Regions from separate parts of the Mus musculus genome. Here region 1 is linked to region 2. Evidence: chromatin contacts called from public HiChIP or PLAC-seq data. All regions are on one chromosome and are shown on one strand. Each heading gives the region's core, a stretch centred on a gene start, on an enhancer-like site or on the middle of the called end of the contact. The rest is flanking DNA. Distances are from core to core; before and after follow the strand shown.

What was found. HiChIP or PLAC-seq counts read pairs in DNA pulled down with a chosen protein or histone mark.
Region 1: a contact with region 2 is called in an SMC1A HiChIP or PLAC-seq map of large pre-B cells, with 8 times the contacts expected there. The contact joins two enhancer-like sites. A contact is called at or near these places in 1 of 15 datasets of contacts at CTCF or cohesin (large pre-B cells) and 1 of 115 datasets of contacts at active chromatin or transcription factors (embryonic stem cells).

What each region holds. Positions count from the first base shown.
Region 1 is chr8:104,073,036-104,078,878 of GRCm38.p6, forward strand. No RefSeq gene overlaps it. Among named protein-coding and RNA genes, the nearest start is that of Gm39236, 16 kb to the left of the region's middle. Within about 2 kb of position 3,391, at least 25 of the 459 cell types and tissues checked have an H3K27ac peak or open chromatin away from gene starts, as enhancers often do.
Region 2 is chr8:103,194,802-103,200,324 of GRCm38.p6, forward strand. No RefSeq gene overlaps it. Among named protein-coding and RNA genes, the nearest start is that of Gm32531, 74 kb to the right of the region's middle. Within about 2 kb of position 2,115, at least 6 of the 459 cell types and tissues checked have an H3K27ac peak or open chromatin away from gene starts, as enhancers often do.

The DNA of each region.
Region 1 (5,843 bases), core at 2,141-4,640, 880 kb after region 2:
CAATACATATTCACTGAGACTCTGGGCTTTCTCTGCCACTTCTTTCATGATACCTAGTTCAATTCACTAAGTATGGCCTCTGATGTCTTCTGGATCGGAAAAGACATCCAAAGTGAGGAGTTGGCTTATTAGATCATACGACCCGGAACCTAGGAGCAGACACAAAACCCAGCTAGAAGCCCAACAGCCTCTAGAGCGATGGTCCTCAACCTTCCTAATGCTGCAGCCCTTTAATACAGTTCCTCATGTTGTGGTGACCCCCAGCCATAAGATTATTTTATTGCTACTTCATAACAGTACATTTGCTGCTGTTATAAATCACAATGTAAATATCTGGTATGTATGCAAGATATCTGATATGTGGCCCCCAACAGGGTCGAGAACAGGTTGAAAACCACTGCTTTAAAGGGCTAACCCTGCAATAAAGGAGCCAGGAGGAGCAACCTATCTGAATAAATGGTTTTCAGTCAGTGTATTATTACACACATTGTCATGGCTTCCTTCAGTGCTCTCTCCCAGACAAGCTTAAGCTAGCTAGTGCCTAGATTTTCATAGGTTAGCACAGACCCAGGGGTAGGGGTGGGGGTGGGGGGGCAGTCACACACTCAGATGCTTAAAGGAACCAGGTGACCATCACAGTGAGAAAACATATACTCGCTTCTGGAGGGGACACTTGAGACTCAGTCCCAAACAGTAGCATCAAAATAGGAATTGGATCCCCATGAGGACAATGTTGTCCAGTAAACTAGGACCCCAAGTTTCTGTATTAAACTTCTTGGTCTTGAAATGTCAAAAACAATTTGAACATTTTCAACACTTCATAAGCTACACAAAGTTCATCTGTGCGTGTGTGCTTTTTGTTCTTGGAAAATTAGTGCGTGACTTCGGGTATCCATCACTCCACACCAAGCGGATGGGATAAAATAGACCATGTATTGACCAATATGGATAGACTCTCCTGTATTTGATAGTCCTGAGTTGGACAGTATAGATTCTAATGGGTTATCCAGTATTGGTAGTTATAAATTGGACAGTGTGGCTCCAGTATTCTCAATGGGGAGTCCCATTTAGTAGATATCTGTTCAACTTTAGAAATATATGTTAGTATCCAAACCTTGGGGGTGAAGTATCTCACTGGCCAAATGGCCAGTGTATGTGTGTGCATGTGTGTGGAGGCTGGAGGACAACTCAGATTTCATTCCTCAAGCACCGCCCACTTCATTTTAAGAGCGGATCCCCCAGTGATGTACCTAACCAGTGAGCTAGACTGGCCAGCCAGCAAGCCCCAGGGATCCACCTGACCCTGACTCCCCCATGCTGGGATTACTCCTGTAATCTACCATACCTGCCCGCTGGGAATCCAACTCAGGTGTCCATGCCTACAAGGTAAGCAGTTTCCCCAAGTGAGCTCTCCCCCCTACTCCCCAGTGCTCATTTTTACACCAAGTCTGTACTGAGTTGATGATGTTTTCAAACAATTAAATTTATTAAGTATTCTTGACACTGATTCCAAGCCTGTTTCCTGCAGCCTGGCACTGCTCTGCCCTACCCCAAGAGGAGCAAATCAACAAGAAGGCCATTTTATACCGTAACTCCAGGAAGGGCTGCAGGCAACACGCTGCTGAGAAGCAATTCCACATAGTGAGGGCTCTGACTGGGTCTCAGACACTGCACCCCACAAACAGGGAGGCTGAGGAGTTTCTTTACACACACACACACTTACTTCACAATCAGTCCCCAGAGGGGGACCACAGTGAGGTTTTCAAGGAAGGTAGAAAACTTAGTATAGTGGCTCAGTCAGTAAAGTGCTGGCCATACACGCATACAGACTTGAGCTCAATGCCCAGTACACACATCAAAAGCCAGCTATCGTTGTGTGTGCTTGTAATACAGTGGTGGGCAGACAGAGGTGGTAGGGGAGACTCCTGAGATTCACTGACCTGCCAGCCTAACCTGACTGGCAAGACCCAGGTCCCGTGAGAGTCGCTGTGTCAAAAAATAAGGTGGACAGCATCTGAAGAATGTCACCTTAGATTGGCCTGTGGCCTATGCACACACACACAATCATACACATATACACATACACATGCATAAGCACATACATACATGTACATAACACATCTGAGGAGTGTCACCTTAGATTAGCCTGTGGCCTATGCACACACACACAATCATACACGTATACACATACACATGCATAAGCACATACATACATGTACATAACACATGTACACACACCTGCACAAGTACACATACACATGTAAACAGATATGCACAAGTGTATACATCCATGAACTCACGCACGTGTGCATACACGCACATACACACACACACACACACACACACACACAAAAGAAAATGGGAAACAGAAGTGAGTGGAAAGCTGAGAGGTAACAGATGTGACGGGAAAGGCCGCTGTGCATCAGGAAACACAAACACAGGCCCCTCACTCTCCTACAGTGCCAAGAGACGCCTAAGCAACCTGAAAGGTCAACCCAGTGGTGAACATGTATGGTTTCCCCGAGACAAAGATATAAAAACAATGATTCTCAGACATTTTCTCCCCTCTAGAACCCAAAGGACACAGGCACCTAGTGCACAGCTCGTGTGTAACTTCACCCAGCTTCCCGGATCTTTTCTAGGCCAGATCCAAGGACTGTGGAGCCTTGCAACCCACCCCTTCCCATTTCTCCCACCCCTGCCACATCCTTGAGTCCAGACCCTCAGCTGGTGTCCCTCTTCCTGAATTTTCCTGACATGCCAGGCCTCCTGTCGCCTTTGAATATGGGCCGGTGACCTGCTGTGCCAGACACCCTCATCTTGAAGATCCCGCTTTATCTTCAAAAAGGCGGGTGCTGAAGGCTGTAAGCAGAACCACTTCAGTCTCCCAGATGAAGACACTGGGGTCCCTCAGTTCATCTGTCCAAGCAGCCGAAGGTCATCTGCTGTGGCTGGAGGAACCTAGGCCTGCAGTCCTCCTTCCTCCTCACTGTTGTCACCTCTGTCCCTTCTGTTACACAGTGCCTGGCTCCACACCTGTAGCATGGTCAGGCAGAAAAAGGTATTGACAGCAGGTAGGGCAGGGTTTGAACCCTGGCTCTGCCACTGACTAGGCTACATGATCTGGATAAATGTCCTCTTCTCTTCATTTGGCAGGAACTCAGTAGTCATAGTGGAAGCAAATCAGAAGCACTGTTATCCAGGCCTGCTGAAGTTCCCATCTGGAATATCCCCCAAAGGCTGTGTGTTAAGGCATGGTCCCCATGATGGTGAAGCTGAAAGGTAAACATGGCTTTTGAGAGGTGAAATTTAGTGAGGTCTTTAGGTCACTGGGGATGGGTGGCCTCTGGAGGAAACTGCTCAGTTTACTCTCTCATTCTCCTTTGTTTCTTGGCCGATGAAGTAAGTGGCTTTGGTTTGTCACGTGCTGTTTCCATTGATGGGCTGCCTTACCGTAAGACAGACGGAAGCAATTGACCCAATAAGTCATGGGTGGGACCCTCCAAACCCATGAGTTTAAAAAAGTCTTTGCTATTTGTAGGTTGATTACCCTCAGGTATTTTTTTAAGGTGGTCATCACAGGCCCAGTGAATAACCAAATGGAGATGATTTCGTACAGATGCAGCTCCTTCCACCAGGTTATGATGTGTCAGAAGAGGAGACCAAGGATCCAGAATTGCCATGCAATTTGTCCAAGGTCCACAGCAGGCAGGCAGCCAAGCTGGGCTTCACGCTCAGGTCCCCTTGACTCCACATTCACAGTTGTTTATTCTTCCTCACATTGTTTTCAAACGTGGTTGCAGAACAAAACGGTTTGAGCAGCTGACAGCCCAACTGCTATGGGAACCAACAAACTAGGGAACTTGAACTTGTTTGTAAAACATCCAAACCCCCACTTTCACGACCCCACCCCCACCCCACTGCCCCGCACAGGAAAAAGAGGACAGAGCTCAGCAAACACAGCTTTCTGGCATTCCCCTGAGGCTGCTGGCCATCAGCCACAAGCAGTGCACTGCCAGGGGACTCGGAAAACCTCCTGGGATTGAGCATTCTGAAAGTACCCATTGCTGCCCTCCAGTGTCCCCATTAAGAAGGTCAGCCTCTCCCAGCCTTTGGTATCCGTAGTTCAAAAGGAAAAGGAAAATACATGTGGGAAACAGAGAAAGAGCAGGCAGAGCTTTTATTTATTTATTTATTTGTTTGTTTTATTTATTTATTTATTTATTTATTTTCACTAAATTGGATTACACTGGGTTTGGTGAGGTGGAGGTTGTGTATATATGTGGCTTGAAGCCACCCAGTGCTGTCCTCTAGTGGTGGATTCTATATCACAGCCATTAGTCACAGCAATTTGAATTTAAATGTTAAATAATTAAAATTAAGCTAAAATCTGGTCTCACATTCCGAGCGCTCTGGCCACAGGTGACTGGCATCTGCCATATTGGCCCTCTCAACTAGAGATGACTTCTTCGAGACACGGAAGCACAGAGAGTAGTTTTCTCAAGATCAACGCAGCTAAAAGTAACATGTTACAACTCAGATTTGCGTGCATGGTCAACAGACATTCACCATCTCTTCCAAGCACTTTATCATCCTACAGCGTTATTTCCCCCCCCCATCCTGTCCCTTCCAAACATAGCTAAAGCCCATGTTAGGTTCCCTGCCTATGGCAGGAGCTAAGGTGTCTGTTGCCTGTGGCTACGCCATGGGAAGGGGCAAAATAAACATGGATCTTACCTCTTCCATCTACAAAGAAGGTGTTGCCTTGATGTCTTATGTTAGCCAAGATCTTTGAGGGGACAAGGAAGGAAGTGGAACAGATACCTTTAAAACAAAACCACACTGTTTAGGAGAAATCTCATATTTGTTGTTTTGCACTGTTTTCTTGAGACTCGGTCTTGTTGTGTAGCCCAGGCTGGCCTTTTACTTACCTGCCCCAGCCTCCTAGACTCTGAGATTATACACACACACCATCATGCCTAACTAAGAGAAAATATTTTATGATAACATACAAATCAAATAAATGCATGCTTATATGCAGGAATGTACATACTACTAGATGTGTGCACCCACATGCGTGCACACACACACACACACACACAAATAAAAACATTTAGGGACTCCTATGCTTGTTAATACTGACAGACAGTACCACACAACGAACGTTTTGGGAAGACAGCCAAGAATGTGTCCCCCAAGGCAGCACAGAGCTGCCTGTCTTACGGTGCTGGCTTTCCTGATCTGTCTCTGATAAATATCCCAGTTCCAGAAGCATCCTTGAAGGCTCGTTGGAGGCATACAAGCGGCCTCCCGACTGGCTGACAGCCAAGGGATGCAGATGAAGAGTTAGGCAAGAGCACCCAGTGCTAAAAGGTGGCCCACAGATGTTAGCATCAGCAAGAATAGAGAAGCAAGCACATGTAGTTCCCAGTGTTCTCCCCAGACTAAGACTGTTAGAGCCACAGCTTGGCCTCCCGAGATAGTGTGAGACCCCACAGGACCACCACAGGTCCAGGTCAAACACCCTAAGTCCCAGCAGCCAAACAGGTGCCCAGAGAGAAAGGAAAGCAGGACAGACACCCAGGACCGGAACACAATAGAACAATGCCAGGCATGGAACAGAAGCCCTGAGTGGAGGAAATGTCCTGTCTGTAATTGCCCCCACACAGAAGAAGAAGAAAAAGGCCCAAGTACAAACGGAAAGCTGGGTAAACAAAAGGTACCAGGTTGCATTGTACACAGCACATAATGGAGTATTTCCCAGCAAGTTAAAAATCCATACAGTCACTACAAAGGAGTCACATGGGCACGATGCTGAGAAAGAACATGTACACAGTGGATCT
Region 2 (5,523 bases), core at 865-3,364:
AATAAGAGCCTAGATGACATTACGGTACCAATGGGCAAGGAAACAGGAGGATTAGAAAGAAGTGTTTCACAAAGCCAATTGAACACCCAAATTCCACGTGACTTCTCTTTCTAGAGTCTAACTCAGAAACACTGGAGATAGTACCCACCAGTGCCTTGTGTTCCTGTTTGCCTCATTTTGTGTTAGTGTGTTTAAAATTCACTCCTCCAGTGAATCAAAAGCAGAGAATTTGTGTCTGCACTAGAAACCAATAGTTGAGAAAGCACCCCCTGAGCATATGGCAAATGAGAGAAGACTGGGATCCCCGAAGGCCACCCGTACTACAGGTCACCTAATGTGAAAGACAAGAGTAAAGCCAAAGAGCTGCTTATGGGACTTGGAAATTGGAACTCGCTATTTGGAAAGAAGAGAACGAGAGTCCAGGCTGTGAGCCCACTACCCTGGCATGCCCACCTCCTGCGTTCCTGGTGCTCAGATATTCCCCGCAAGGCACATGGACCCTTTACAGTCATTCTTTTCACATGGCAATGCCTGTCTGCTCTGGCAAATTTTGATAAATGCAATGCCAGGTTGAACAGTGTGCAACCACTGCAAGCAATATTAATCAAAGAAGGGACTGGGAGATCTCTCGGGTACTGTTGTAGCGAGGGAAAAATAATCACACGTCTGATTTCTTCCAATGACTATGTTCATGGGTTATTTTTCCTTTTTCTTTATTTTTTTTTTCTTTCCTAACCTAAGAGTCACGCTGCTGCCTACAGACCAATAGTCAGATGGTCAGATGGGTATCCATCAGGTTCTATGTAAAAAGCTGTCCCCTGGAGGCCTAATTCTGATTTGTACTCTCTCCAGATCCTGAAACATTAAATAAGTTAAAGCCGCTGGCTTTTAATGAAAACCTTAGCCTTCCTGGCTTAGCTTTTAATTGTGCAACACACACACACATACACGCACACACACACACCACCTCCTGAGCTGTTTATTGGAATTACAAACGTTCTGCCTAAATGTCAAGCTATGCCACAGAGAAATGTGAACAGCTCAGTTTATTAATGGCAAGTAGGAAGGTTGGCCCCATCACTCACAGCCATGAGGCCTCCAGCTTGCTCTCAGGCCCTCAGCTTCCAACAGAGTGATGTGGTCACAGCATTAGCTTAGAGCAGATTAAAAATCCAAGGCACAGGGAGAGACTGACAAACCCCCTGTGCAGGTCAGAGTCATCAGCAAGCAGACAGAAACACAGACAAGAGGCTCCTGTGTAGATGGCCGCAGATGCTCTTGTAGGTTGCCTTCTCTGGATCTGCTTGCCAGACATAGTGCTGAACAGTATCTCAGCCTTCTCTGTCTCATCAGCCAAGGCCTATCATCTGCCCCTGAAGGGCTGCTATGAAGCTGGGTTGGGAAATACTGTCTTTCAGTCTCTAAAGTAATATTTACTACATAGATTTTTCAAAACAGGGATCATAAGTTTAGAGGAAAATTAAGGTATAGGCTGCAGTCTAAGATTTAATTTCTTCCATTTTCAAATTCAAGAAGGACACGTATCATAAGGACTCCATCCAAATGAAAGTTATGAGGCTACACAAAGTGACACAATTAATAATTGGATAACCAACTCAGACAGGGCATACAATAATGTCCACTTGTGTACTCATAACTGCTACTCCCAGATCAGTGAATTTTTTCTTAAATCCGAGGTGTGAATCACTTTTGCTGTCATGCAATCCATAAAACAAAATGCCAATACGAAAAGGCTGGGGAGAAAGAATAAGTCTGGCTGCTAGCAATGGGCTTAATGTTAGTGTGCTGGGTATTATATGCTTGTGACACATTTCCTCTGCATAAAAGCAGCCAAAATTGAAACTATTAAAATAAATAGCTCTGGGTCAACAAACATCTATAACACCAATAGGCAAATCAGTGCACTTAAATCCCTTCCTATGTTCATCAAGGAAATGGAATGATCATCATTAGAAACCATGCAGCAGAAGAAAGGCAGTTGTTCATGTATCCTTTAGTAAACTGATCAAGAGGAACCGAATCTTGTTGATCTGCCACTGACATGCCCAGAAGCCCTGCTGTATTTGCTTCTAGCCACCAGCCTCTCTCTGACCTCCAGAGCATGAAAACCCACTTCCTGGAAGGAGGACGAGATACTTGGCTGCTACCGGCAAATCATCTGCCGTGACTACAGAGGTCTTCTCTTCTCTAATAAAGTTTATCTGTTTTGAAATGGAAATTCTAGAGGAATTTATGTTTTGTCTTCAGCATCCCTCATCCCATTTGTGACCTGGAGTTGACTTTTTTTTTTCTTACAATTAAGAGGCAGAGATGGAAAAGGGGGCTGGAAGCTTGTGAATCAGCTAGCCTAGAGCATGTAGCACAGGTATAGAAAGAGAAAGAGAGACCCTGGCTCAAAGCAAGAGTGGAAAAAAAGAACCAAACCCTGGAAAAGTTACAAGTTTTCCTCTGACTCTATTATGTGTGCAGTGGCACATGCTTGCTTTTAAGCTCTGCCCCCTCTCTCTTTTGCTCCTCCCTCCCATCATACACAAGCACGTGCAGACAGATAGACAGAAAACACAGACACACACACACACTATATGGTAGATAAATAGTGAATGGCAAAGAATTAAGACTTGAACCTAATTCTAGTCACTCTATAACTGGTTGACAAAATATTAATTTCATTCTAACCTCCCATGCTGTGCTATTGGAACATAAAATGCCACTCTGAGGTGGGGCAGGGTATCAGTAGATATTTCTGATCACTGCTGTCATCGGGGCCTTCACTACTGAGCTGAGCTTAGTCCAGTGTATGTGCCTAATTAATATCTGATAATGAGCTGCTGTAGAAGACACCTGATATTGAGAACTGGCACCTCCGTCCCCTCCATCCCTTTTCTCCTTGCCTCCATCCCTAATGCCAGCTTAAATATTCTTTTCACTTCATGGATTGTGGATTTGCTTTCCTCTGCCATGGAGATCTCCCATTTCTCAGAAGGGAATTCCTCACACTAGTTCCCTGCATCATTCTTCATTCAACCTAGTCGAGCCACCTCATCTCCTTGACAGGAATCTTGATCTTCTGTGATCCTCAATCGAGGTCTCTAAGCTCCATCCTAGAAGAGGGAGAGATTTAGACTAGACGAAGGATCTAATATTCTCAGAACCATCAAAAATATCTGGCATTTGGTGTAAGTTTCTGCTTGGCAAAAATCTTCTCATTGTGTGTTTATGGCAAAGGTTAGAGTTAATAAGACATTTCAACTCCCAAACGGTTTGATTTTCATAAAGTTAAAACAGTACAGCAGTTACTATTTAATTGAGGGGATATACTCTACTGTCTAGTTTCCTTCTTTAGTAGCATTGGGAAGGAACGATGAAGAAATGACCCGAAGAAGAGAACACAACTACACTTGGAGAGTAAAACACAAATATTTCACTTATCATTTGTTGATGACCCAAGAGCTTTTTATATAATTACATGTCTACAGAAAGATGTTTTACCACAAAACATGATAAAATTTGATTCAGAAAGAAAACAAGTATAGGAGGTAGACCCTTCCAATCCTAATATTTCTAAGCTCTTTAGTTGCCAGGATTCTTTTAATTCAGAGGGAACATTGCCAAACACAGTGTCTCATCTGCGAAGAATGTGCTTTATTCTCTTGGCTTTAGGGTTGTATACTATTCAGCCATCCCACATCTTTATATCTGCTGTGGAAATCACATCAAGCAATTGCAGAAAACCTCTGATTCACGTAGGCAGGACTTCTCACTTGGTTTTCCTAGCCACTCGACCTCCTGCAGACTTCTTCTGATTACTGTCACTATAGATTGCTTTTCCTGGGGACCTCAGTAATGATTGCAGCAAAATGTGAGTTGGGAATGTTTCCTGTTCCATAATAATCAGGCTTGATGGTGACCAACCTTGAACTCTCAGTGACCCAGGACCAGCAGATAAAGAAGAGGTATGAGACGTGTCTGTCTGTCTGCCTGTCTGCCTGTCTGTCTGTGTATGAGTGTCTACTTCTGTGTGTCTGTCTGCCTCTCACAGACCTGTGTGTGAATATTTATGTGCATTCATGTGTGCATATATGTGTGTGTATGTGTTTGTGTGTATCTGCATGTGTCTGTCTCTCTGCATTTGTCTGTCTGTCTCTCTGCATTTGTCTGTCTGTCTCTCTGTGCCTGTCTGTCTGTCTCTGTATGTGTGTGTCTGTCTGTCTGTATATCTGTTTGTCTGCCTGTATCTGTGTATGTTTGAATCTGTACGTGTATGCATGCCTGCATGCCTATGTGTATATGAGTCTGTGTACTCAGATGTGTGACACATACACACACACACACACACACACACACACACACACACACACAGAGAGAGAGAGAGAGAGAGAGAGAGAGAGAGATTGAGTTAGACACAGAGGAAGAGGGGTGAAGGTGGTAAGGGCTGTGGCAAGTGTGCAGAAATAAACAGGGCATGAAAGTGAAACAATTCAGGCCTCTGGCTGGTCAGTGTTACTAAGCAAAGCAAAAACAAAGTCAGGCAGACAACAACAACAAAACCTTTTTGAAAGCATTTTTTGATGAAATAGCACCCCCACGCTAGATGCTTCAGACCCTTCAACCTGAAGCCCCAGTCTTCCTTACATGTCTCAGCTTCAGTTGCCACCTTGGCCTGTGGAGTTCCAACCCTTCTGCATTATCTTGATGTGGCTTCTGAATTAACATTTTAATAATTCCACAGAATTCCCTAGAAGTGTTCAAGGGCTGCATCTAGATCTCTCTCTGGCTTCAGACCCTCAGTAGCTGCAATCAGGCTGAGAGTTTCTCTGCTGATGGCCGAGGTGCAAAGGCCTTGGTGAATTACCTCAGTGCTCTTACTGGATTAGTTCCCTTCTGCACGTTATATTTCAACAGCAATTCAGTTTGGTAGTTTCTGTTCACTTAACTATGAGACTATTTTTACATCTCCCTCAAATCTCTCCCTGATTCCCCTCCTTTGAAAGGGATCCTTATAAATCCTATCATAATGGCAGGAATGTAAGAAACTGCCAGGGTAGAACGGTATTGGACAGCACATGGTCCTACAGCTGTTACCATTTAGGATCAGAAAGCTGGCGACATTTTAAAAAAGAAAGCCACACTGCCATCTGTCTAACATATATCTCTTATGTACATTTTAGCAGTCTGTCTTAACAAGCCATTTCATGCATTCATCCTAATAAATACTTATGTAACTGACTCTGTGTGGGTGGGTTCGTGTGTGTGTGTGTGTGTGTGTGTGTGTGTGTGTGTGTGTGTGTGTGTGTCTGCACCCACGTGCGAGTGTGTGAGCACGTTACAGGAGAGCCAACCCAAGTCCTTCCACATGGTAGGAAAGCTCTCTACCCTTGACTTACATCTTCAGTTTCAGAGTTAACTTTTTAAAAAACGTAGTCCAATTTTTTTTTTAACCAAACTCCATGAATCTTAGAACATAGGTCAACTGAAGTGACCTCCTTATTCAATCACCAGGTC